Regions from separate parts of the Mus musculus genome. Here region 2 is linked to region 1. Evidence: chromatin contacts called from public HiChIP or PLAC-seq data. All regions are on one chromosome and are shown on one strand. The core of a region is the stretch at or near the end of the contact, and the rest is flanking DNA. Distances in the headings are between cores, read along the strand shown.

Region 1 (5,543 bases), core at 674-3,173:
CCTGTAGGGGCCAGAGAGAGTTAGCAGGACGTCTCCCGATTTCTCTCTGTCCCTGGGAGAGTTCCAAAATCCATTTTCCATTTTCCCCTCTCCCCTCTCCCCTCTCCCCTCTCCCCTCTCCCCTCTCCCCTCTCCCCTCTCCCCTCTCCCCTGTCCCCTCTCCCCTCTCCCCTCTCCCCTCTCCCCTCTCCCCTCTCCCCTCTCCCCTCTCCCCTCTCCTCTTTAAAGAGGCATGTGTCAAAACAAGATTAAAATCCTAAATTCTCTAACAGCTTCTGGCAAGCACCCAAAACTTTCAATTTATTTAATCTGAGAGCAATTCTCTGAGAAAACACATAATCTTTATACACTAAATGTCTCAAATAGCCTAAAAGTTTACCATGCTGAATCTTTTTTGAAGCCACCATCAGCCACACTTGGTCAAACATTTTACAGCCATCTGCAAAACCTGCTCTGCCCGCTCTCCACCTTCTGTAACCAACAAAAACACCATCACACAAAATGAATTATATATGTTTGAGGAAACGATTTCCTAACATCCAATAAAGCCTTATCTACGAATTTTTGGAACAATGTAGGATTGGGAAGTTGTAAATAAGGTAACAGTGAGAATTGAGCTATAGTTTGACCTTTATGAAGTCTCTATTTATAATTTAACCATAACTTTTAATTTTGCCTAAAGTATCAGAATCCACAACTTGAAGTTTTTCTTAGAACTGGGGCTGTGCCCTATAACGAGGTCCACAGTTCCTGAATGAGGCTAAGAGACTGACCCTTTAGTTTTTTGTCTGACCTGCTTCTTTAGTGAGTGGAGTCCCATCTTTATGGGACTTTGATTTACAATCATTCCTCCAAGGTTCTCTCCACCACAGCGTGGGCAGAGACCTGGAGAAAGGCCCTTCTTGTTTCCCAAGGGATTCTTACAATCCTTCCTCAGGTGTCCTTGTTTTTTTTACAACTGAAACACACAACTTTCATTTCTCTGAGAACGCTTTTCAGTCTCACAGGTTTTCTTAAAATTGGTGCTGAGTTTCTGTCCCTTCATCACTACAGTGTAGGCCTTTACTATGGCTGGTGAGGCATCTACACACGCTTTCATATAATCTTGTAGGGAACCTGTCTTACAGATTGGTCTGATCAGGTCTTGGCACAAGGTATTCTCATTTTCCCAAGCCAATTATTTTAAGGATTTATCCAAGACCTTTAGGCTTTGGCCAGACAGCATGTGCCTAAAGACCTACAGAAACACCCATTTCCTTTTCAATTCCGATTGCCCCATGATAAGAAACTTTCTCGTCCTTAAACTGATTAGCCTTTATCAGTCGGTCTGCAGCACGGAAACGAGACCCTATTCATGCCTGAGAAGTAGAGAAGAAAAAGAAGAAAGTGATAAAGTCTTACCTGTCCAGGTGTCCCTGTTCGGGTGCCATTCTGCCATGGCCAATCAGCCCCTCTCAATCTATGGGAATCAGGGGTTCCGGCAGCTGTGCATGGAGTCAGCGAGAATTGACAGACAGACGCAGGCATGAAAGAGTGTGCTGGATCTGAATGTATTTTGTCCATAGGAACGCCAGACTTTTAATACAGAAGAAAACCAAGAAAATCCAGGTGAACACATCCGCCAAGTTAAATTGACACAAAACAAAAAAGAATGCATACATAAAAAGATGGCGGGGACCAGGCCACATTTACCACTTAAAATGGAGCCAGGTGAATGCTCTGATGCAATGCTAGTCTATTGTTAAACCCTCCACCAGGGCTTCTTTAGTAAATACCTGATTATGCTATTCCTCTGGGCCTAGTGAAGAAACTTGTACCAGGGAAATTCCCTTCCACTAATACTTTCATGTGAAAACCCACCTATTTGCTAGACCATTTTGTATTCCTGTGTTTGGGTGTGACTCTGCTATTGTCCTACGTAATTACTATGCACACTAGCCCTGAGCTTTTCTAGCTCTGTTCTTTGTAATGCCTAGTTAGTTTCACTGTTTCTACTAGAAGTGAATTTGAATGTTACTGAATAGGTAACATTCTAACTGAATTCCAAGCTCAGGGTCAGCTTCAAGGATTTTCTAGGAACCACTGAAACACTGGTGGAGGCTTAGCTATGTCAAAATCAATCCTTAAAGGCACTTAAAATAAAACAATACTGATAGGGAGCACATGGATCCATACACCAGACTAACTCGGGGACAGGGTTTGAGTATACAGTCTATTGGAATGCCAAGGTTCCAGGAGGCTGTTTCCGTGAAACTCTTTGCTTCATGACTGCTTTCAGGCTTTAGGCCTACCAAGCAGACTACACTGGATGTAGCAAAAGGCATCTCCAGAAAGAGCGAGAGACCAGGCATATGGGATATGGTAGGGGCCCAAGAATCTATGGAAGTGACCTTAGCTGTGATTCACAGCATTGTGGATATGGAACTTGAAGGCCTCTCTTTCTGCAGACAAGAATGAAGGCAACCCACAAAACATTTAACCAAAAATTTATCCTGTCTACAAGAAATGAAGGGACAGTGGATATAATAGAGACTGAGGGAAAGGTCAACCAATAACTAGCCCAACTTGAGATCCATCCCATGGGCAAACACTAATCCCTGACACTATTAATGATACTCTGTTATGCTTGCAGACAGGAATCTGTCGTGGCTGTTTTCTGAGAATCTCCACCCACCATCTGAGTCAGACTGATGCAGACACCAACAGAGAAACAATGGATGGAGCATGGGAACTCTTATGGAAGAATAGGAAGAAGGATTGTGGCCTCTTGGGGGATAGGAATTCAACAGGAAGAACAACAAAATCAACTAACCTAGACCCTTGGGCTCTCAGAGTCTAAAACACCAACCAAAAAACATACAAGGACTGGATATAGACTTCCCAGCACATACGTAGCAGACATGCTGCTTGATCATCCTATGAGTTACAAACAACTGGGACAGGGGCTATCCCAAAAGCTGTTGCCTGTTTATGGGATAAGTTCTATCTGGGATGCCTTGTCTGACCTAAGTGGGAAAGCATGTGCCTAGCCATACCCATAGGGGTTCCCATCTGCTCCAAGGACAAGGGGCAGGATGATGAGGGAAGGACTGTGGGAAGAGGTCACCTGGAGGGGGATAGTGAGCAAGATAAAAAGTGCATAAGTAAAAAGAAATAAAAAATAAGAAAGAAAGAAAGAAAGAAAGAAAGAAAGAAAGAAAGAAAGAAAGAAAGAGGGGGGGAGAGAGAGAGAGAGAGAGAGAGAGAGAGAGAGAGAGAGAGAGAGAAATACAGACACAGGGCAAGATCAATAGGACAAAATGTGCTAAGCTAAACTGAGAACATATAACAGAATAAGCTATCAAAAATGAAGAGTATTTTGAATCTTGATGTAATGTCTTTAAATTTCCTTAATATCTAGGAAAACTCTAAAATAATAATATTTTGAAATGAAATAACCATAATTATAGATTTTCTTAGCTCAATCAATATATTTTATTTACTTCCTGCAAAATATTTTTAGTTATCAGAATTGTCCATAAGTTCTACCTCCCCTGCTTAATGGCTATTTTCTTCTGTTGTATTTGTCCATAGACATTTCATATCATAACAATGAATAATCATATCTGAATCACGTGTCTATGGATTATCCAGATTACCTGATAATGTCAAGATAAGTAGTCTTCCTTTCCAAAATACTTGTTGAAAAAAATGGCAAAATAAGAGCAAGCAATACTGTACAACATCATCATAAATCTGAAAAGAAATCATAAAATCCACATATGAAAAACACTAAAAGGCAAGAGACAATTGCATAAAACGGATAATAAGAAAGGCTAGAGAAAATGCCCAAGTATTACTAAATACAGTTAGAATGGAGAAAGCAAACTGTGACTTAAAGTACTAGACAAAAATTTTAGAGAAAGGGGAAAATCTTTTCTCCCAATATTTTTATTTACGAGACAAAGAAAAAATCCCTGAATAAAGTATAAAAACAAACAAACAAACAAACAAAAATAGTGGTTCACTGACACACCAAGAAGATGCTGAGAAATTACTCAGGGCTACTGTCCTATTTCAGTCTCTTAAATATTCTGATGAGCAAGAAGCAGAACCTAAAAGAAAATCTGTACACACACACACACACACACACACACACATACACACAAAAAAGAGAAAGAAAGAAAGAAAGAAAGAAAGAAAGAAAGAAAGAAAGAAAGGAAGGAAGGAAGGAAGGGAGAAAGGAAGAAAGAAAGAGAGAGAGAGAGAAAGAGAGAGAGGAAGGAAAGAAGGAAGGAAGGAAGGAAGGAAGGAAGGAAGGAAGGAAGGAAGGAAGAAAGGAAGGAAGGAAGGAAGGGAAGAAAGAAAAAAGAAAGAAGGAAGGAAGGAAAGGAAAGGAAAGGAAAGGAAAGGAAAGGAAAGGAAAGGAAAGGAAAGGAAAGGAAAGGAAAGGAAAGGAAAGGGAAGGAAAGGAAAGGAAAGGAAGAAAAAGAAGGAAAGAAAGAGGAACAAAAACAAACAACATCTCTGCTGGTAAAAATGGTCAGTGCAGCAGAACCACTTCTGGTCTTAAAACACTATTCCAGGCCCACCCTCTTTCCTATAAAAGGACAAGATTCAGAGAACTCCTGAAACACAGGAGCCTGCAACAGGAGCCTGCAACAGGAGCTGACCTTAAATGAAAGTCTGTGGACCTAGCAATTCTAATTAAGACAGTGGATTGTTAGAACAAGTTCTATGGTAAGATGACAGTATTGACAATGCTAAAATTACAGTGGCTAGTGACATATCAGTTCTGGTCCTTGAAATATACAGGGAAATTGAAGGACTTCCAAGCAAACTGTAAAATGAAACTGGTCAGAAGAGAAGGAACAAGAATAAGGCTCTTACAGTAGAAGGGTATGGGCACTGGATGTATGAGGATCCAGGTGGACCTAAAAGGTTTTCTAGATCCCGCAACTTGACTGGTGTTGAACAGAAAGACTAAGGAAAAATATATACAGGTCTCTGTGGGGATATTTTGACTTAAAATTTGGTCATAAGTTGGCATGAAAGAGCAGGCAGTAAACTTGAAAGTGAGCATTACAGAGTACAGAGGAAGATTAAAGATAGGAAACAAAAGTAAATGATATAAAATGTAGAATGTACTAGATTGTTGCTAATAATAACCTATTGTCATCCAGACAATTAAAAACTTGGAGCAAATTTTACACTTAATAAAAAGATTACTAAATCTTTTGACTGTAAACACAGTTTCTAAAACAAGACATCACACCTTTAATACACAGTATTTCATTTATATGTGTTCTAGAAAAAAAGTAGAGTGTATCCCACACTAAGTGGTCTTTAGCAGCATATAAAGGATGTAGGACTTGGTGACTCCTTGAGAAGGGACATTGTGAGCATTATCAGCAGTTGTTTAAACTTTATTGAAAATTCAAAATGATCCATTTCACAAAAAAATGGGTTGAGTGAGCCTAAACCGACAAGATATGCAGTTCATTGTGATTGTATTTTCTTATTAAAGGGAAAAGGTCAAAATAGATTAAAGTATTAGAAAAATG
Region 2 (5,613 bases), core at 130-2,629, 410 kb after region 1:
GAGCATCTCAAGGGCAGATATTAGACCATGTTCTCCCAAGAGACTTATGGGCTCCTCTTACTTCCCTCTGGTACCAAGGATGAGTTTCTAGGTAACCAATAGCTAAGGATGACCTAAGAATAAATCCACCCTCAAGAAGTCTTACTTGTTATTCAATTTTGCCACACATCAACCACTTTGTCTCCTTTCTCAGAGTAAACACCAAAAAAAGCCCCCCCCCCCAATGGATTTTGACTTATTTTTTTGTTACGATTTTGTAAGTTCCATGGGATAGGGAAGCAGAAATTTGTATACAACAAAGTTCACTTTAGTGAGTCTACATAAATTCAGCATTGCATTTTTGTCTGCTCTTATCATACTGTTTTCCTTTTTCTTTATGGATATTGAAAAACACATATACCCAGACCAATGGAAAGTAAACGGAAAGCAATGATAACAGTGAGATGACTTATCAGGTAAAGGGTGCTGGCCACTGAGTCTGACAGCTGCAGTTTGATCTCTGAGATCCACACAGTGGAAACAGAAAACCAACCGTACACATTATCTTCTTCCTTTTTTTTTTTTTTTTGCCTGCCAAGTCCTGGGATTAAAGGCCTGCGCCACCACTGCCCAGCTACACGTTATCTTCTGACTTACACACAGACACCAATAACCTCAAAAAGAAGAAACACAACAATAAAATGAAATAAAGCATTAATTTAATTATTTAAGAACTAAAATCAAAAGTTCTGGCTTTCCAGTACTGATCATATTGAATGTAATCTTGAAGTCTTTATTGTCTCTAGATCTCAGATTTCTTCAATGTAATAAGATTAAAATTGAATGTAATAGATTTTCTAGGATCATAAACATATGCCTATAGAAAATATATGTCATATATTTTATATGATATTTTTTATAACCTTGTTCACACGCCTGTGTGAATTTCAGATGTTTATGAAAAAGCAGATTGTAATCCAGGTGGCTGGAACAGCGAACTGGGTCAGGTCTGGCCTTCTGATGGCAGTTGTTCATGAAGCCAAGGCAAATGAGAAGGAAAAATTGGGAAATGCAAATTCTCAGTTCCCACCAGGTGCTCATTCCATCCGGGGTGGGGGATGGGGCGGTGGAGTGGGGGGGGGGGGGGGCTGTGAGGGATGAGTCTGTGCTGGAACATCTGTGCCGGAAACCTTTCCTCTCGGATAAACAGGAACCTGTGGGAACAAATGAACGCTCCCCGGGAAGAACTGTAGTTTAAAGTCACAGTCTGCATCAACACCTAGTCATTGAAGGGGAAATGGCTGAGAGGTTAAGTGACAAAACCTCCAGCGGGAAGCTGGCCGGGGTGCATGGATAGTTGGAGAGGATGGAGAAGGAGGTCAAAGGCCCCAAATTAAAATACTCATTTTCATGCGGTCTTTGAACACTAGGGCAACAAGGGCTGGGTTTAAAGAATACTTCCCTGCAGTGACTCCTAGCAGAATCTACACCCTCTATTCTGAGACAAAGCTACATAGCCCCCAATCCCAGCCCCTGAAGTTCTTGGTGATGGAAATCTGATATGCAAACAGTTGGCGGGGGCGGGGGGGGGGCGTGGAGGGGGTGGTTATCTTGCATGTCTTTTCCAGGCCCTTTTCAATCCCACAGGCTTCTCTTGGTTTAATTCCCACCTCACTGGTAGCTAAAAGGGATTTCTATTAAGGGAAAGTAAGATCATTCTTGGAATCTCTTCGAGCTAAAGGTGAGCTTGTCTTGAGAAAGCTGCAGGGGTCAGAATAAGCCTGTGGAAACGACAAGGCAAGAACTCAGCTTGGACACTCTTCAGCAGGTTTATGGAAGCCAGGTTGTCATCCAGGACATTTCCCTGGGAAGGGAATCCCCGGCTTTGCAACTTCCTGGCCAGCGTGAGGGCCACCAGTCGGCTGTAACCTTTCCTGCGATGGTCAGGCAGGGTGTAGCCGTGACACATAGTGGCAAACTGATCTGTGATACCCCAGGATACTGGGTTTCCCTTCTCATCACGCACACACACGCTGGGAAAGCAGGCGATGAGATTGGCCAAGTACCGCAGGCACTGCTGGTTGCCACCTCGTGACCAAGTCCGGTTGAGAAGATCTGCATCTGAGACACTCAGGTAGGTCAGTCTCGGGGTTGGCCCGGTTCTACAAGAAAATGGCAGGAAAGGAGGAGGAGGAGGAGGAGGAGGGGGAGGGGGGGAGGAGGAGGGAGGAGGGGGAGGAGGGGGGAGGAGGGGGGAGGAGGGGGGAGGAGGGGGGAGGAGGGGGGAGGAGGACCCATCAGAGTTACATGATTACCAGTAAGTACTCATTTTCTAATGATTTAAAATTAAAAATCCAAGACTATGTCTGGCATTTTCAAGAATTTAGAACCTAAGCACTTCCCAGTTAAAAGATAAATCACTCTTGTCAAATTTAGTTTTATGTCTGCTTGTTTTCGTCAGTCAACTCTGTGAACTGAGGTGTGGCCAAGGCTGCTTCTACATCTTCATTCTCTAGGAGAGGAAGTACAAGTTAGTTTAGGTTTGGATTTTTACCTACTGACACAGAAGGATAGCAGACACTTAGGGTTCAGCCAGTTATAAGAAGGCAGCTGACCTGAATTCCTCCCAAAGGAGGCAGATAGCTAGCTGTTGCCAATCAAGTGCCCCACTTGCTATCACCTGAATGGTGGAGTGTTGGAGTCCTTTGATTTTTGAGTGCTGTCAGATTCTTGAATCATGCCTTGCACAAATAAGCTAAGATACAGTTAACATACACATACATGCTTATGTTATTATTATTATATTAGCTAGAGTTGTCATTATTATTATTATTATTATTATTATTATTATTATTATTATTATATTAGTTAGAGTTGTCCTTAAAAGACCTTCGTGAAGTCTTAGGCACTGGAAACCTTTGAGCTCTAATATTTTGCTATTAAATGATATTCTAGCATTCAGGATCCTTCTTCCCTTGCATAGCCAAGGCTAACAAATGAATACAAGTCAATATGCATATGAACATTTTCTGGAAGAATTGACTTTGCCAGACTTTCCCCTTAGCTACTTTTTGCAATGGCCAGTCTTTTATCCAGGCGGGAAGGGGGAAACTGCTTTAGGGTTTTTCAATTCAACTTTGAAAGTATACTTCAAGGAAAGGGCAGAGGACATGGAACACAAATATTACTATAAACAGAAACATAGCTGAGGTATGCATTTCAGTGTGCTGCACATTTGTACCAGAAGGACCGAGTATGAATAGAGTTTACAACTTGAGTATGGCTTTGGGGTTAAAGAAAAAGAAAAGTCTATGAGAATAAACTAGAATAAGCCCTATGACCTTCTCATGCACAGAGATATTTTAAATAAGATACAGAAATATGAGAGAAAAATGTAAAAATAGGATTGCATCGAAATAAAAGCTTCCAGAAGAGGCAGCTATTCTAGGTATTGCACCACGAATACAGGGTGGCAAAAGCTATGTACAGAAAAAATAATCATAAAGGAAAACCCTGCTGAATGGGTAAAAGCACTTGCAAGTTATACTTGTCTATAATCTACCCTGGTGTCTAATATCCAGGCTAGAAGGAATGAAAGAAACCCAATGGGGATAAAACTAAATAATCCAACTTAGAAATGAATAATAGGCCTACAGAGACCATTTTCAAAATAAGGTATACACGGCCAAGAGATAGATGTAAAAGAAAACTGTGAATCAAACACACAATGAGACATCACCTCACAGGAGTCAGAATGATTCTTTTTGTTTGTTTGTTTGTTTGCTTGTTTTTTGTTTTTCGAGACAGGGTTTCTCTATAGCCCTGGCTGTCCTGGAACTCACTCTGTAGACCAGGCTGGCCTCAAACTCAGAAATTCTCCTGCCTCTGCCTCCAGAGTGCTGGGATTAAAGGTATGCGCCACCACGCCCAGTCAGAATGATTCTTATCCAAAAGTCAAAATGGGAAAAGGAGTCATGCTGATGGGAAAAGGAAACCTTTATTCAGCACTATGAGCAAGGTAAATTAGTGTGGCTTCCGGGGAAAACAGGAGGGAGAGTCTTCCAAAAACGACATCTATAATATGATCAAGCAATCCTATTACTAAGGGTATACCTAAAATAATAAAACCAGTGTGCAGTAGAAGCGTCTGAAGTCTCTGTTGACCACAGCATGCTTCACAATAAGCAAGACACAGATTCATGTTAAGTGTTTATGAACAATGCGACATATACACAACAAAATAGTGTTTATCTTTAAAAAGAAGATTGAATCTTATCATCTGTAAAATATGGATGGGAGTGTTACTATATTAATCAAAATAAGGTAAGTACAGGAAGTACCCCACACAATCTCACTCACATGAAAATCTAAAATCATAATCTCTAGAAAGCAGAGATTGGAACAGTGACTAGCGGAGGTTAGAGAAGCTAGAGGGAGGTGGATTTTTCTTTTAAGAATCATTGTCTTAGCCTAGGCATGGAGGCACACGCCTTTAGTCTCAGAAGTTTGGAAGCAGAGGCAGGTGTATCTCTGCCTTTGAGGTCAGTATGATCTACAGAGTGAGTTTCAAGTCAGCCAGGGCTGCACACCGAAACGCTGTGTGCAACTACCATCACTGGAAACAAACCAACATACAAACAAACAACAAAAAAAGCAAAGACCCCAAATCCAGAACCAAGCCAACAAGACCTCTCTGCCCCTGTGACATGTGTCTTTAAGCTAGGATTATGAACGACCTGTGTAGTGTCCAAGCCAACAAGACCTCTCTGCCCCTGTGACATGTGTCTTAAAGCTAGGATTATGAACGACCTGTGTGGTGTTCTGTTTCCGTTAACTGAACGGTGTGCAGCGTTCCTAGGGTAGTTTTCTGGGTGTATGTGAAAGAGTACCACTGGGCTGCGGGAGAGTTTTTCCTTTCAATGTCTGTGTGCACTCAAGGTTTCCATATCATGAAAACATAAAACAAACTCCTAGTAATTTCCTCTGACTTCCTGTGACTTTAAAGCTAGTCTATGCTAACCAGTTCCTTCAACATCTACCTTAGGGAGCAGAGAAACTAATATGCACAGAGGCGGGCAGTTTGTAACTGATCTTGTTCCATTCTTTTACAAAGGAAAGAAAGAAAGAAAGAAAGAAAGAAAGAAAGAAAGAAAGAAAGAAAGAAAGACAAACATACTACACCCAAATTCTTTAATTAATTAATATTTTACAAAACTGTGTGTTTGTGTGTGTATATGTGTGTACATATTCACACATATGCATATATATGTATATATGTACGTGTATGTTTGCTATGGTTTATATATGCTTGGCCCAGGGAGTGGCACTATTAGGAGGTATAGTCTTGTTGGAATAGGTGTGTCACTGTGGTATGGGCCTTAAGACCCTTGCCCTAGCTGCCCGGAAGCTAGTCTCCTAGCTAGCTGCCTTTGGATCAACAGGTGGAGCTCTTAGCTCCTATATCCCCATGTCTGCCTGAACACTGCCATGCTCCTACCTTGATGATAATGGGCTGAACCTCTGAACCTGTAAGTCAGCCTCAGTTAAATGTTGTCCTTTATACTAAGACTATATATATATATATATATATATATATATATATATATATACACATATATATATATGCATATGTTT

Evidence for each region. HiChIP or PLAC-seq counts read pairs in DNA pulled down with a chosen protein or histone mark.
Region 2: an H3K27ac HiChIP or PLAC-seq map of embryonic stem cells shows a contact between it and region 1, with 10 times the contacts expected there. The contact joins two enhancer-like sites. A contact is called at or near these places in 5 of 39 promoter capture datasets (the 3T3-L1 cell line, the C10 cell line and liver) and 5 of 115 datasets of contacts at active chromatin or transcription factors (all in embryonic stem cells).

The regions. Positions count from the first base shown.
Region 1 is chr17:40,493,763-40,499,305 of GRCm38.p6, forward strand. No RefSeq gene overlaps it. Among named protein-coding and RNA genes, the nearest start is that of Esp8, 23 kb to the right of the region's middle. Within about 2 kb of position 1,924, at least 4 of the 459 cell types and tissues checked have an H3K27ac peak or open chromatin away from gene starts, as enhancers often do. A contact at or near this core is called in embryonic stem cells, where this site is marked.
Region 2 is chr17:40,903,027-40,908,639 of GRCm38.p6, forward strand. Glyatl3 (glycine-N-acyltransferase-like 3) reads right to left here. Exons shown (of 5, transcript NM_001145060.1): 5 at 1,715-2,141. The coding sequence ends at 1,715. Among named protein-coding and RNA genes, the nearest start is that of Glyatl3, 8.5 kb to the right of the region's middle. Within about 2 kb of position 1,380, at least 21 of the 459 cell types and tissues checked have an H3K27ac peak or open chromatin away from gene starts, as enhancers often do. A contact at or near this core is called in embryonic stem cells, where this site is marked.